Regions from separate parts of the Mus musculus genome. Here regions 2 and 3 are each linked to region 1. Evidence: chromatin contacts called from public Hi-C data. All regions are on one chromosome and are shown on one strand. Each heading gives the region's core, a stretch centred on a gene start, on an enhancer-like site or on the middle of the called end of the contact. The rest is flanking DNA. Distances are from core to core; before and after follow the strand shown.

Evidence for each region. A called contact is a pair of places that touch in the nucleus more often than the background predicts.
Region 2: a contact with region 1 is called in a Hi-C map of regulatory T cells, with 4 times the contacts expected there. The contact joins the promoter of Slc39a11 here to the enhancer-like site in region 1. A contact is called at or near these places in 3 of 484 Hi-C or Micro-C datasets (CD4 T cells and regulatory T cells), 3 of 115 datasets of contacts at active chromatin or transcription factors (memory CD8 T cells, regulatory T cells and stem cell-derived neural progenitor cells) and 1 of 9 other capture datasets (embryonic stem cells).
Region 3: a Hi-C map of Th2 cells shows a contact between it and region 1, with 2.8 times the contacts expected there. The contact joins two enhancer-like sites. A contact is called at or near these places in 33 of 484 Hi-C or Micro-C datasets (Th2 cells, cardiomyocytes, double positive thymocytes and 9 more), 6 of 115 datasets of contacts at active chromatin or transcription factors (T-cell acute lymphoblastic leukemia, embryonic stem cells, memory CD8 T cells and 2 more) and 1 of 9 other capture datasets (embryonic stem cells).

The regions. Positions count from the first base shown.
Region 1 is chr11:113,177,787-113,182,233 of GRCm38.p6, reverse strand. The region is part of intron 1 of 2610035D17Rik (RIKEN cDNA 2610035D17 gene); the gene reads left to right. Among named protein-coding and RNA genes, the nearest start is that of 2610035D17Rik, 22 kb to the left of the region's middle. RefSeq lists an enhancer at 1-189. Within about 2 kb of position 2,118, at least 14 of the 459 cell types and tissues checked have an H3K27ac peak or open chromatin away from gene starts, as enhancers often do. A contact at or near this core is called in Th2 cells and regulatory T cells, where this site is marked.
Region 2 is chr11:113,563,111-113,567,557 of GRCm38.p6, reverse strand. Slc39a11 (solute carrier family 39 (metal ion transporter), member 11) reads left to right here and starts at 1,743. Exons shown (of 10, transcript NM_027216.5): 1 at 1,743-1,882.
Region 3 is chr11:113,467,928-113,472,374 of GRCm38.p6, reverse strand. All of the region lies in intron 4 of Slc39a11 (solute carrier family 39 (metal ion transporter), member 11), which reads left to right. Among named protein-coding and RNA genes, the nearest start is that of Gm51928, 11 kb to the right of the region's middle. Within about 2 kb of position 2,249, at least 89 of the 459 cell types and tissues checked have an H3K27ac peak or open chromatin away from gene starts, as enhancers often do. A contact at or near this core is called in Th2 cells, where this site is marked.

The DNA of each region.
Region 1 (4,447 bases), core at 869-3,368:
TTCTGTGCCTGGGCTCCCCCTCATTTTTCATTGCCAGTGATCCTGGAGGCATACGGTTCACATCAGTCTAAAGTGGGTGGCATGACAGTGGCCTCGTGGTATCCACCCCCCCAACCCAGAAGCAAATGGCTCATGTTTCCCTTTAATTGTTTTGGAGCCCTGTCTCTTGGGAGCCTCATTCATTGCTGGCCTGGGGGACCCTGCATTGAGGAAGAGGCAAACACAGCAGGAGGCGCCCAAGCAGGGACAGAGATTTTTCTCAGGGAGGTTAAGTCAGTGCTGCTTTGCAAGGCTGGTCCCCCATGCACACCTTGCCTGTCCACATCACCGCTCTTCCTAGGCCCTTTCTTCTGCCGTCTCTTGCAAGAGACATATTGCTTCATCATTCCTGAGTAGCTATTGGGTACCAGCCTCTGGGACATTCTGAGAGAGGCCCAGAGATAATGGCAGAGAGACAGACAGAAACACACACACACACACACACAACACACACCACACACACACACAACACACACACACACACACACACACACACACACACACACACACACACATACACACACACTTACACCAGCCAGTCTGGTGGGCTAAGAAGCTCCAGGGACGCACACCCCTATCCTCTGCTCTAGGATAAGTGCTGGCCACCGCCTCTGTCTTATCAGGGAGGAAACTCAGACCCTCATGTCACACGGCAAGCCCTCTATCCACTGAGCTGTCTTCCCAGCCTGGAGACAGCCAGGAATTGAAACAGGTCTCTTGCCTGGGAAACCAGTATGTCCTTTATAGATGTCCATCTCTCTTCAATGCGGCTTCCCCTTGGCCCTCTTAGGGACCATCTGGCAACTCAACTCCCATCCTGTACCATAGTTCCCCCTTGGAGTGGTTGTGAGCACCCTCCCCCGCTACCTTGAGTTGCTTTTGAAGTCTATAACCAGAGGACTAGAAGTCTGGCTGTGCACAGTGGTACCTGGGTGGTGACTGGTTTGCTTTTGGCTCCATCAGAACACCCTTCTGAGGCCCCTCCTATAGCGCTGTCTGTGCCTTTCACGTCTGACTTTGTTCGCTTGAGGAACTCAGAGAGCGAGGGCACTAGCCCTCACTGCATCCAGGGTATCCAGCCTGTTGGACTCTTGGCGGCAAACGGGCTAATGGGATGACCTGAGAGGGGTGTTGGTTGCCCTCAGGGCTCAGAGCCTTGTCTTGTCCTGCACTTCCTGCGCTGTCTCTTTATATGCCTCCCACCTTGACTGCCAGAGTTAGAGATGGGACCTCCTCCATCCAGGCTGCTGGGTCTCAAGGCTGAGGGAGAACAGGTGTGTCCTGACCAAAAAAAGTGGGAGACTGGAACACAGTCCAGCCCTGTTTTCAGCCAGGAAGGACTTGGCTCCCCCAGGCTTTGCTCCTGCCCCTCCAAAGTGGCCAGAGGAGGGGTTTTGTGGGAGCAGATGCTGGTAGCACTTGTCCCCAGGCTTATCAGGCAAGCGGAAGCTGACCCCCCCCCCAGGTGACTTTTAAGGCTGCTGTATGTGAAAACTGAGGTGTGATCTACTCCTGTTCCCACCCTCTTCCTCCTCACCAGCCCTACCCCAACCTGAGGACCCCCGGGACGAGGAACCATGTTTGTATCTATCAAAAGGGTATTGAACATCTGGCCTAGGCAAGGGGAGAGGAAATGAACTTGAGCAAAGTGCTGTAGCCAGAACCCCAGACTTCCCAGGGGCTCCCAGGGGCTCCCAGGCAGAGCCCAGGGAAGGAAGCATGAGATGACTCTAGGCTGCACAGAGAGACGGAATGCGCCAGACGCTGACTTGCAGGTGAGGGAGGCCGCTGCCTTCTTAGAGCGGTTCACCCTGAACGTGAGGGATAGTGTTTGCTGTCAGCCTGACTGGATTCAGAGTCACCCAGGAAATGCACTCGTGGGCGTGTGTCTGTGGGAGTTTTTCCAGAGGTCGAACTGCGTGTGGAGGGAAGACTTGCCCATCCTTATCGGCCGGGCTCAGGGTTGACTCATTATGAGAAACTGAGCTGACCCCAGCACGCATCTCTCCTGCTTCCTGATCACAGACGCAGTGCAGCCAGCCGCTTCATGCTTCCGACAGGCCTTCCACACCGCTCCCTTAAAGCGGGATTCAAAGTCAACATCCTCTCCTGTGAGTTGCTTTCACCACAACAGTGAATCAAGTCACTAATACATGGGGGGGGGAGGGGGGGATAGAGGATGAGAGTTTGCAAGAGACGCAGGTGCCTGAGTGGGAGGGCACACACAGGATGCTTGCGCCCCTCCCCACTTCCCGTGTTCGTGTTATAGAGTCCGGACTGGCCAGGTAGACAAAGGTGGGAAGTGTAATCTGGGCAAGTGGCCTGTGGATTGCTCGTCAAAAGGTGACAACCTGAAATCAGGGGCGGGAGGGAGGTGGAGGGACATGTGGGGTGATTTTACGCACTCAGTTGGGGATCTCTCTTCCTGGCCCATGTGTGGGGTTTGTGTTCCCGTTTCTTGGCCCTTTCTCTCCCATTTGTCACTATTGAGACACAGGGTGCTTTTGTTTTGGGGTGTGTCCGTCCGTCCGTCCGTCCATCCGCCCATCCGTGTGTGGCCGTGTGGGTATGTGGAGGCCAGAGGGGACATGTTAGGTACCCTACCTGTTCTATCCCTCTCCCCCTGACTCCTTGAAGACAGCATCTCTCACTGCAGCTAGGCTGTCAGCCGCAAGCCCCCGCAACCATCCTGCCTCCGCATCCCCATGCTAAGGATCCAGGCACCGACACACTCACACCAGGCTCTGTGGGCTTTGAACTCAGGTCCTCATGCCTTTGCAGCAGGCTCTCGCCCTAGCATCTCCCCTGCATGCTGGCTCCATTTATGTCTATGTAGTTATGGATGCTCTATGGTCTGTCTTTCTCTAGTTTACCGTTGGACCCAACTGGGTCCTTGGTACCTGGTTGGAAGCAACACTGGCATCTGTGTGTGGGACTGTGCATTTACAGCAAGGGAGGGGGCACTGGTGAAGGGGCTCCTGATGGGCAGAAGCGCACAGCCAGGAAACAGTATCCATCCAGCCTTGAACCTGGGGCTGTACCGGCACATCTCAGCCTCCATCTTCTCCTCTGCTTTCCAGCTCCACGTCTTTTAAGCCTCTTGGAACACTCTGGCACACAGCTATAGCTTAAGGGCCATTTGTCCCTGTAAGTGGATGTGCAGGCTCTGGGGACCCTTTCTGCATTTCCCCACCCCCTGCTCATGCCGTGCTCCTCCGCTGCAGACCCCCCTGGGGTGTTGGCTTTGGGATGCCTTCTGGGTGCTGATCCTTGGTCCTGCCTTCACAGCCCGGCTCTTCTCTTTGGCCTTCAGAGGGCAGAGTGTTAAGCAAACACCTTCCTCAAAAGAAAAAAGCTGCATTGTCCTCTTCTGAGTTCATGGCCCAGCCTCGAGAGCCAACTGCCCTGGCTTATGGATTGCTAAGTGTGGAACTACTGTGTGTGTGTGTGTGTGTGTGTGTGGGGGGGTTGCAGAGCTTTTAACCCAAAGGGTCATTCCTTTGGGGGTAGGAGCTTGTAGCTGAGAAGTGTCAGGAGGTGAGCAGGCTGCCTATGGGTAGTAGGGCCCTTAGCGCGCACTGTGGGAGAACAGGAGAGTTGCCAGTGGCCTAAGCTGAAACCTACCCAGCGTCTGTCTCCTTGAAAGTCTTGGCAGATGTCCCTATCACATCGCTGTGACAGAGACACAGGGCTCATTCTGCAGGTTCCCATTTTGATACAGAGGCAGGTTTTCTGCCCCATCTCCTTGAGAACAAGCCGCTATTTCCTCGGGCTACCCCGGTGCCTAGGTACTAGGTTTCTAAAGTTTTAATGATTAATCTTTTTGGTTTTGGTTTGTTCTAACAGGGTGGAATGAGAAGCTGTGTGTGTGTGTGTGTGTGTGTGTGTGTGTGCATTACCTTTTTAAAATGTAAATAACAGGAACACAGAGCTAACTCCCATCCTGTCCTGCATTGCTAGGTAACTCCTTAGGCAGTTCCCTGAGACCCCATGAGGTTGGTGGAGAGGGAGAACGGTCCGCTCAGCCAGGCGTGTTCAGCAGTGCCCAAGCGAGACTCGAGGGAAGCCCATGGAGTTGGGCACAGGCCTCCTTCTTATCTTCTGAGCCTGCCACCTCAAACCCAGACAAAAGCTGTCATTTTTTTTTTTTCTAAGCAATCCTCTGTGTCTGAGCTTGGGGACCTCGCTCCAAGATCATCTTCTCTTCCCTCTTCCAGCCGCTCAGCACTGCCTGTCAGCCCTTTGCTCATCCACAGGCAGGTCCTTTCTCCTGCCGGTTCCTCTCGTCCTCTTCTTGGGGTTTCCGGTTTACTCAGCCCTCTTTGTGAACAACTCGGGATAGGCGGTGTCTGTCAAAGCTGGAGGTGAGAGAGATGGGCTGGTCACCAGGGGAGCTGGCCCTGTGTTT
Region 2 (4,447 bases), core at 494-2,993, 390 kb before region 1:
AGTTCCCCAAGTAGTAGGTCACAGGCATGTGGCACCTTGCCTGGCCTGGGAGGTGGCGGGTCTCTTGAGGGGCATAAGACCATCCCTCCAGGTCACCTCCTGACACGGCACAGTGCCTGTGGGGTGACAGTTGGCATGAGTAGCTGATTCTTGCTGGACTGATGTAGGTGGAACTCGGAACTCGGAGTTAAGAGTTAGATAGAACTGGGATTAGAAAGGACTTCCTAATAGATTTGCTTAGGAGAAAAGTCACACAAATCCACATCAGATCATACAAGTGGAATTTAACTAAGGAGCACAACTTTCAAAATACCCCAAAGATAATAAGCAGTGTGCACAAAGACCTGTTAGAGAAAAGCGAAGCTTAGGAATGCTAGGATGTGAGTATTTACTCTCCAGGATCGCTCAATCGTTAGACTTTGATTCCCACGACAAGGGAGACGACCCTGACTTAACAACCAGCCATTAGGTTTTTCCCATATGGAAGACATACCCCTAAAGGGCAGTTGGGGCTGGGGTGGATGGGAGTGCAGGGTCACAACCATTGTTAAATCCAGGTCTGCCATGAAATCCTTTGTGCTGCTGTCTAGAAAACCATCATTCCACCAGGTGGACAAGATGACCCTGGGTAACAACTATTCAGAAAGAGAACAGCACCGGCTGCACTCAAAATCGTTCTGGCAGCGTGCAATGTCTTTGCTGTGTAAATCTCCTAGCTGCCTATGTGGCCAGACTTGCAGTCTGCAGCCTCTTTTTAAGTTGCTCAAAGGGTTACCTGGGTCCAGGACCTGAGATTGAAGGATGTCAATGTATGTGAAATGCTTAAGCCTAGCGTGTATATAAGTTAATAAAACCTGGTGGGAGCTGATTGGGCATTCGCTGAGAGCTGGACAACCACCCTAAGAGAGTTCTTCCTTCATCGCTGCGAATACAGAGTGGTCCTCACTAGGAAGGCACACCGCTCTCTAAGAGGGTAATAGATGCCTGCTCTTACTGTCTTCTTTGTATACTCCAACTGCAGGCTGTTCTCCTGTCCTGAGTACTTTATGCTTGGGCTGCCAAATGCAACACTGACCACTCATTTAACTTTACATTTCAAAAAACAGTCATGACATTTGCATGTGTGCATCCCTTACAGGGCACAGGGCATACTTATAATAAGAAACTATTTGTTGTTTTCCTGACATTCAAATTGAACCAGATATCTGGCCTTCATTTTATTGCAGCTAAATCTAGTCAAGGTGTTTTCATAGAAGCCCTGGAGCGGAAAGCCTATGACCTGGGGTGATGCTTCGCATATGTGGCCCTCAGTGGGTCCTCAATATTGACATTGACAGGCTGTAGTCAGCAAGTGAAAGATTGCAAGCTCAAGTAGAATGCAGAGCCTGGGCATCCTTCTAATGGAAGGTATTGACCTTGAGAATAAAGCCATTGACCTTCAGAATGTTGCCCATCTTGACACTGGCTCCGTAGCTCAGTTAGGACCTATGTTGTCATGTTTAGGACATATGACAAAAGATGTAGACAACATTAAGTACGTCAGAACTGATCCAAAGTGCCCCTTCTTTGGGTGTCTGTAGCCTCCCCAAGATTTCCTGGGGTGTGTGCACTGCCCTAGGCCTTCGCCTTTGCATTTGTGGACTTGGGGGAAGGGGAGAGTGCTGCTTTTGCCCGCCCGCCTCTGTTCCTGCGAGCACGGAAGCCTGTGAACCTGAGACTTTATTCTCCAGGCAGGATTCGCCGGTTGCGAAGGGGCGGGGCCCGGCGGTGGAGGGCCACGTGTGCTGGAGTGAAGCAGGAAGTGACCGCGAGAGTGGAGCCGGGCGAGCGAGTGGCATCGGGGGCTGATGGAAGTGGAGAGGGGGCTGGAGAGGGCACCCTAGTGAGTCGCCTTTTCTCTCCTTCAGGCCCGGGGTGCCGGGCAGTCTCGAGAGTGTGCAGCGGCCTGGAGCTTGCAAAGGGGTGCCCTAAGGTGCAAGTCCTGGAAGAGCAGCAGGGGCTGTGACAGGTGGCAGGGGGAGGAGGGTGTTTGGGACCCCTCTGCTCCACCCTAGGATGAGCTGGAGACAGTGATGCGAAGCTCCTGAGTGCACAGCCAAGGGTCTCTTCATTCATTGTTTCATGGTGGTGTGTATAGGGGACAAGGGACCTGTGGTATCAGTGGCAGCCATTCGGAGGCCCCTCCCACCTCCACCTGTGGCAGGTCTGGGGGAGGCTGGAGAGCCGGCAGCATGCCTGCCTCCTGGAGAACTTTTTCATGTTCATGCTAGTGGTCCAGATCCTGAATCTGTCTCATGGGCGTCTCTGGTAAAGTCCGGTCCACGAGTTCTGTGCCAGCTCCCTTAAGCCCACGCAGTGCCTCGCTTTAACTAAACCAGCGTTTTGAAGTGCGGAGGCAACATTTAAAAGACAGGGAAAGAGACAGAAAAGGACAGAAGGAAATTTACTGGAGTCATGGGAGCTGGCTGCTCTGTGCTGTCAGCCCGCTGTTGGCTTCTCTCAAGTTATAGGATGGGTGGAGAATGGTCCCCTGTCCTGGTCACTGGTCCAGTTTATGATGTCAATATCCAGCTCTGGAGAAAGTCTGAAGCAGACTGCCTGGCAAGATTTAACTCCCCCATGGAGTTAAATAAGGTGCAGATTTGGGGAATCCCACAAGTGTGTGATGTCGCCTGCGCCCTGTGCTTTTACGTAGCTCCAACGGCTGGAGATGGAGCCCCTATGGTAGAGTGCTTGCTTACCATGTACAAAGCTCTGAGTTTGATTCCCCAGTACCACAAAAACCAGCTATTGTAGCACACTCTGGCAATTCCGGCTTTGGGAGGTGGAAGGCAGGAGGATCAGGAGTTCAAAGCCACTCTCTGCTACACAGTAAGTTCCAGGCTACATTAAAAAAAAAATCATCTAAGTAGCTCTCAAGAGGGACCAGACATCTGGCTTTCCACCACCCTTAGAGAGTAGCCAGAGTTTTCAAACAGTGAGTGGAAGAAGAGGCGTGCTGGGCTCACACTGTGATAAGTGGTGGGTGGCCAGGGCTCTGAGTTCTCAGGAACTCAGTTATGCAGTGAACTTAGAAGAGTGTTTTCCTATCTCTCTGGCCGCCATGGAGACGCACAACTCCCTTTGGTTTGATTTTGCTGGCTGGCAAATGGGAATCGTTTCTTTTAACCAGTAGCTGTCAAAAGACACAATGAGGTACTTGGGGGATGTTTTACGCTGTGATCTGTCTCGGATAGTGAGACTTGAGAGGATGCTAGCTCCATCTCGGTCTTTGTGTATGTTTAACATTTTACTCACAAGCAACTGGGAGCGATCAGTGTGTTAATGCTCTAGGATTTCAGCTAAAAAACAAACAAAAAAAATCCAACAAATTCAAAAAACAAAAAATACTCAAGTCTCTCATTTTTGTTTTTTGTTAGTTTGTTTTGTTTTGTTTTGACAAAGAATCTTACTATATGGCCCTGGCTGTCCTGAAACTCACTAAGTAGACCAGGCTAGCCTCAAACTTGCAGAAACCTGCTGGTATTTGCCTCTTCAAGGTCTGGGACTAAAAGGTTTCTGCTGCCATGCCCAGCACACACCACTCTTTTGAGGTTGACTTGACTCAGGGAGGGTGGAAAAGGCTATTTTTTTGCTTGATTTTTTTTTTCTTTTTAAAAATTTTAAAATGTGTGCAGTTGCTGTCTTGAGTTCCTCTGTCATGTGTGCCCAACCTGCACTCGGTATAGAGATGTGTGCAGCCCAACACAAAATAGTAAGCTTACTTAGACAATGTGAGATTTGGGGAAGGGTGCATTTTAAAACTACCTCTATGTGTGTGTGTTTTGCGGGGTGGGGTCGGGGGGCTTGTGCATTCCATGGTGCAAATGCCGAGGTCAGAGGAGAGCTGTTGGTTCTCTCCCTCAGGTGGGCGTCAGGAACCAAGCTCAGGTTGCCAGACTTGGCAGTTTTTCGTTATTTGCTTTTTTGCTTCTTGGTTGTGGGGTTCTCCAGTGTCATCGTCAAAAGGCTGCATATGCTTGGAATCCGAACCCATAAATGGTTAGACCTTAGACCTAGCATGGGGGCCCAGCGGGACTCATCTGAGCCCACAGCCTTTTCTGAGTGTGGGCTGTGCCCAGGGCCCTGTCCATACTCTGCCATGGCTTCCTCTAAGGGCAGCTGAGGGAACCTCTTTAGCCCTTGATATGCAGGCATGTTCAGCTCTGAGGGAGCCAAGCCAGGTGGGGTCAGGTCCAGCCCTGTGGATGCTAGAGGGCCGAAAGGGAACTGAATGAGGCCTTTGAGTTGATGCCCACACCTAGCTTGTATGTGTATGTGAGTGCCAGGACACACGGCCGCTTCGCAAGTGGACTTCTCTGCCTTGTAACTTTCCGTAGGCGAAGCCTGACATTTGCAATCTAGGACAGGATGGACAGGATATGGTCTCAGTCTTATAGTTCATTCT
Region 3 (4,447 bases), core at 1,000-3,499, 290 kb before region 1:
GTAGTCATCACTGTTGCCATAAGAATGAGGGACAAGGCTGAGTTAGAGATGTAACCATGTGCCCTGGACCAGGCTTGTACTTTACGTGTCACTAGGAACAGTGGATTGCCACACTTATCTCTATGGCCCACAGCCCCTGAGTGTGAGGTAAGCTGAGGTAAGGGGCGCATCAGTGAGAGAAATCACAGGGCCTGAGGTAGGACTGTACCCCAAGCCCGGCCTCTTCCACTCTGTGTCCCCAATTTGCTTTGAAGATGGCCGTTCCTCATCCCGAGTCAATCTGGCCCTGGGCAGAAGGCCGTGCTGGGCTCCCTTGGAGAGAAAGTCATTTATTATGTAAGCGCCATTCATATTCTAGCTGGCGATCAAAGGCGACATTTAATTTTTTTTCCATTATGTGGAATAATTTAAGATTATGTTATCAGTGTCATTTTTATGGCAATTTCTCAGACATAAAAACAGCATCAATTATTCAACGTCACCTTGTGTGTCTGGGTTAAGTGGGGATGGCGGGAGGTAGAGGCGGGGCATGGAGGAAGCTAAGCTCAGGTGAGGCTCTAGGCAGGTGGCCCTGTGGGCCCTTCCTCATCCCTGCCTGGGTTCCTGAGGACAGAGTTCCTCTTCAGGGCTCTGCTCCTGTCTCCCCTGGTATAATGTCCACAGGGAGGGGGAAGGGAACCAGTTAATTCTCTGACCTTTCTCTTGACTTCTCCCAGAGCGTTCTGAGCTTCTCATAGACCCCACTAAAGAATCTTTGCTCTAGGGGGCTGGAAAGCCCACAGAGTCCAATACCCAGGAGAAGTTAAGGAGTCCCCACTCTGAACCTCCTGAGCATGAAGGCTGGTGTATGCGAACTTGAAACGGGCAAGTCCCATGGACAGCTAACATCAGAGCCTGGCCAGCCTGTTTCTCCCTAGATCTGGTTGTTGGTAGCTTTGAGATACCCCAGCAGGGAAGCAAAGAGTACAGGTGACATGGAACACAGCAAAGGGCACCGTTGGGACCCGAGGCAGATGTGCCTGACGTCGGTCTACAGTGAGTTAGGAGGACAGCAGGGAACTTGGGGGTCTGGTACGCACTGCCATTCATGTCGCTGTGCTTTGCAGTTAGTTTGCCATTTTATCTTCTACCCGTGGGTAAAACAACACCCGAAAGGTGAAAAACGCTGGGAGTGCTGGGAAAGCCAGCAGCAAAGAATGCTGGGAATGCCAGCAGGAGCCCTGGGATGCTACTGCCTGAGGGTAATATGGCCCTCCCATAATGCTCTCTGGTGTGCCTGGTACGTGTGGGTGCCCGTGCATGCATGCACCTTCCATGGGAGTCTGACCTTACCCATCTCTCTTGCTTTAGACAGCATCTTACCATTCAGCACTGTGTGGACCTGGCTAGCGGTCCTAGGAGTGTGGGGAGGGTCTGGCCTCTGCATCCCATCTTCCTGTAGGAGTGCAGGGATCTCAGATGTGCACACTGCTGCACCCACACGTGGGTGCTGAGATCCGAACCCAGGTCATCAGGCTTATGTAGCAAGCCCTTTATCTATGGAGCTGGCCCTCTAGCCATATTGACTTAATTTGGGTGTGAGTTTGTGGGTGGTTCTGCGCTCTTTCTTCCTCACCTGGGGACAGCAAGCCACAATGAACAGAAAGTCAGCGTTTAGTTCTCCGTGTGTGCATTCTGCATCCTGAGGCCTTTTGTGTTCATGCGAGGCACATGCAGAATCACTCTCCTGCCCCCTGTCTGCCTCTCTGACCCACCTTCTTTTCATCTCATCTCTCCTTCCTCTTCTTTCTACTTCCTCTTTATTCCTTCTGAAAAAAAAAGTGCCATTCCTCTCAGCAGCTGCCTCTTTGAGGAGTGGGTGGCTTCCGTCTTGTGTATTGTGGGCCAGACACTGGCCTCAAACCACGCATGGTAAAAGTAATAATAACAACGGTAATAATTGTAATTCCACTGCACAAGCATGGAGATCCTCAATTCTGGAGCCTTAGAGGGGTGTGGCCTCCCACCCCCAGCAGCCCACTCTTGGCTTCCTGTACAGAGCTGGGTTAAGGGCCGTGGGTAGAAAGGGGGGAGGAAGGGCAGGGCAGGAGGCCGCAGGTGGGTGAGAAGGAAGCAGAGCATTTCTTTTCGCAGTTTGGGAAGGAGCTGTGTATATTTCGCGTTGCCATTTGGAAGCTGTTAGGTGATGCAGCAAGACTGAGCTGTCCAAAGCCCTTGTGGCGGCAGGAAGGAAGGTGACTCACTCAGCTAGGCACACGCAGGACTGAGGCAGAAAGTCAGGAACAGCTGGCACCAGTCACGTGTGTGTCCCAGAGAGATGTATGCCCCTTTGCCCATCTTGTGGGGCTGCCGGGTTTCAAGGAGGGAGTGTGAATGGAAAATCACTGGAGGTTAGAGTTAGTGAGTCCTGGAAGAGAAGCCTGCCACATCAAGGTAGTTACCACAGCACGAGAAAGACATGTTACCTGCTGCACAGGCTGAGGCTGTGTTTACCAAGGGCATCTGTGTACAGAACCCTGTCACCATCTCACCTGGACACCAGATGTGCAGCAAGACAGGGATTCCCCAGAACAGCAGTGCTGTCATCTCATGTCAAGAGCCACCTTAAGCCAGAAGAGAGCCTGTGGTGCTCGCCATTCTCTGTATGTGGCTGATCTCATCTAACCCTAGGCAGTGTTTCATTCTTCATGTATCTGCATCACATTCACACCCCCTCTACCCCACCCCTGTTCTTACAGTGACAGGCATATCTGAGCTGTGGTCAGTGTGCTGCTCTAGTAGATTTAAGGCCTCAGGCTTCTGAGGGGTCAACGTGTGACCGAGCGTGTGGGTGGTTGAGGGTGGTGGGTAGGCATGGACACAGCTAAGATACCCTGGCGCTGTTCCATCTATCCTCTTGGTGGTAGAGATGGTTCTGTGCTTAAGAACACTTGATGCTCTTGCAGAGGACCTAGGTTCAGTTCCCAGCAGCACATAGTGGCTCACAGTTATCCATAACTCCGGTTCCAGGAGAGCGTGTGCCCTCTTCTGACCTCTGTGGGAGCCAGCATTCAGGTGTCACACAAACGTAGATACATGCAGGCACACATGGAAAATAAGAAAAATAACGTCTGGGGGCGGGGCTCAGTTTAATTAAAAAAATGTTTACTTGGTTTTGTGTGACTGAGAGAGATATATTGAGAGAGACAGAGAGATAGACATACAGAGAGAGAGAGAGAGACAGAGAGAGAAAGAGAGAGAGAGAGCGTGAGCGCACAGGGCTGCACATGCAAAGGGAACTGCATGGAGGAAGATTCAGGAGTCTGTTCTCTACTGTGGGATCTAGGGGTCACACTCAAGTCTTCAGGCTTGCACCTCCTAAGCCATCTTTCTGGCCCTCAAAGGGCAGTTCCTGAGTGCACTTGGGGTGGGATCTTCCCATCATCCATCCATCCCCCTGCTCCCTAACACTTGGGTAGGAAGCCATACAGCCACCGGCATCTGAGATGGAGCAGCTGAAGGGTCTGAGGGTTAAGGGGTCGTCACGATTTGTTTTCTTTTTTTTTAAAATATCACCCTCAGAGAGGCCAGTCTCCACAGTAACCCACGGAACACACACACACACACACACACACACACACACACACACACACCTCCCTGTTTAATAATGGCGAAGCTTATGCAAATCTCTGAACACACCCAGCACGAAGCCAGGAGCAAGCGTGGCTGTTACCATCGGCCGTGGTGCAGTTGTTTATGCATTTAACTCGCTTTTTATGTGGTACACGTGTGTATCTATGTGTGGGTGGAAACGCATGTGCATGTGTGAGCCTGGAGGCCAGAGGTTGATGCCTGATGCCTTTCTCCATCATCCTCTGCCTCATCTTCTCAAACCGGGACTCCTCACTGAAGCTGGAACTCCCCACTTCGCTAAGCTGATTGACCAATGGGCTCCAGGTATCCATTTGTCTCCACCTCCCCAGAGCTGGGTCACAGGCACCAGCAACGTGCCTGGCTCTCATATGGATGTTCGGGATCCAAACTCTCGCTCCTTATGCTTCCACAACAAACACCTTACCCGCTGAGCCACGCTGCCAGTCCCTTTTTCCAACCATCGTCACCACTGGGGTCTGCAGTTGTTCAATCGGTCATTGATTGGCCTGTTGGTCTCTCAAAGGAGAAGGGGCAGGTCGTGCAGCTGTGGGGATTGGCTCTTTTCATATCCCAAGGAGCTGCATTGCTGGTAGACAGCTGATGCTTAATTAAAAATGTATTGAGTCGTGAGGGCAGGCAGCCATCCTAGAGAAAGTGACAGAATTCTTTTCTTGGTAGTAACAAGAGCTCAGAGTTCCCAGTGTTAATTTGTAATCTCGGGGAGAGCTGAGGGCACAGGCAGCCTGAGTTTTTCAAAAGCAGGGCTTCTCCACATTAGGGATGTTGTCATTTATTGTTGTTTGCTCGGAGGCTG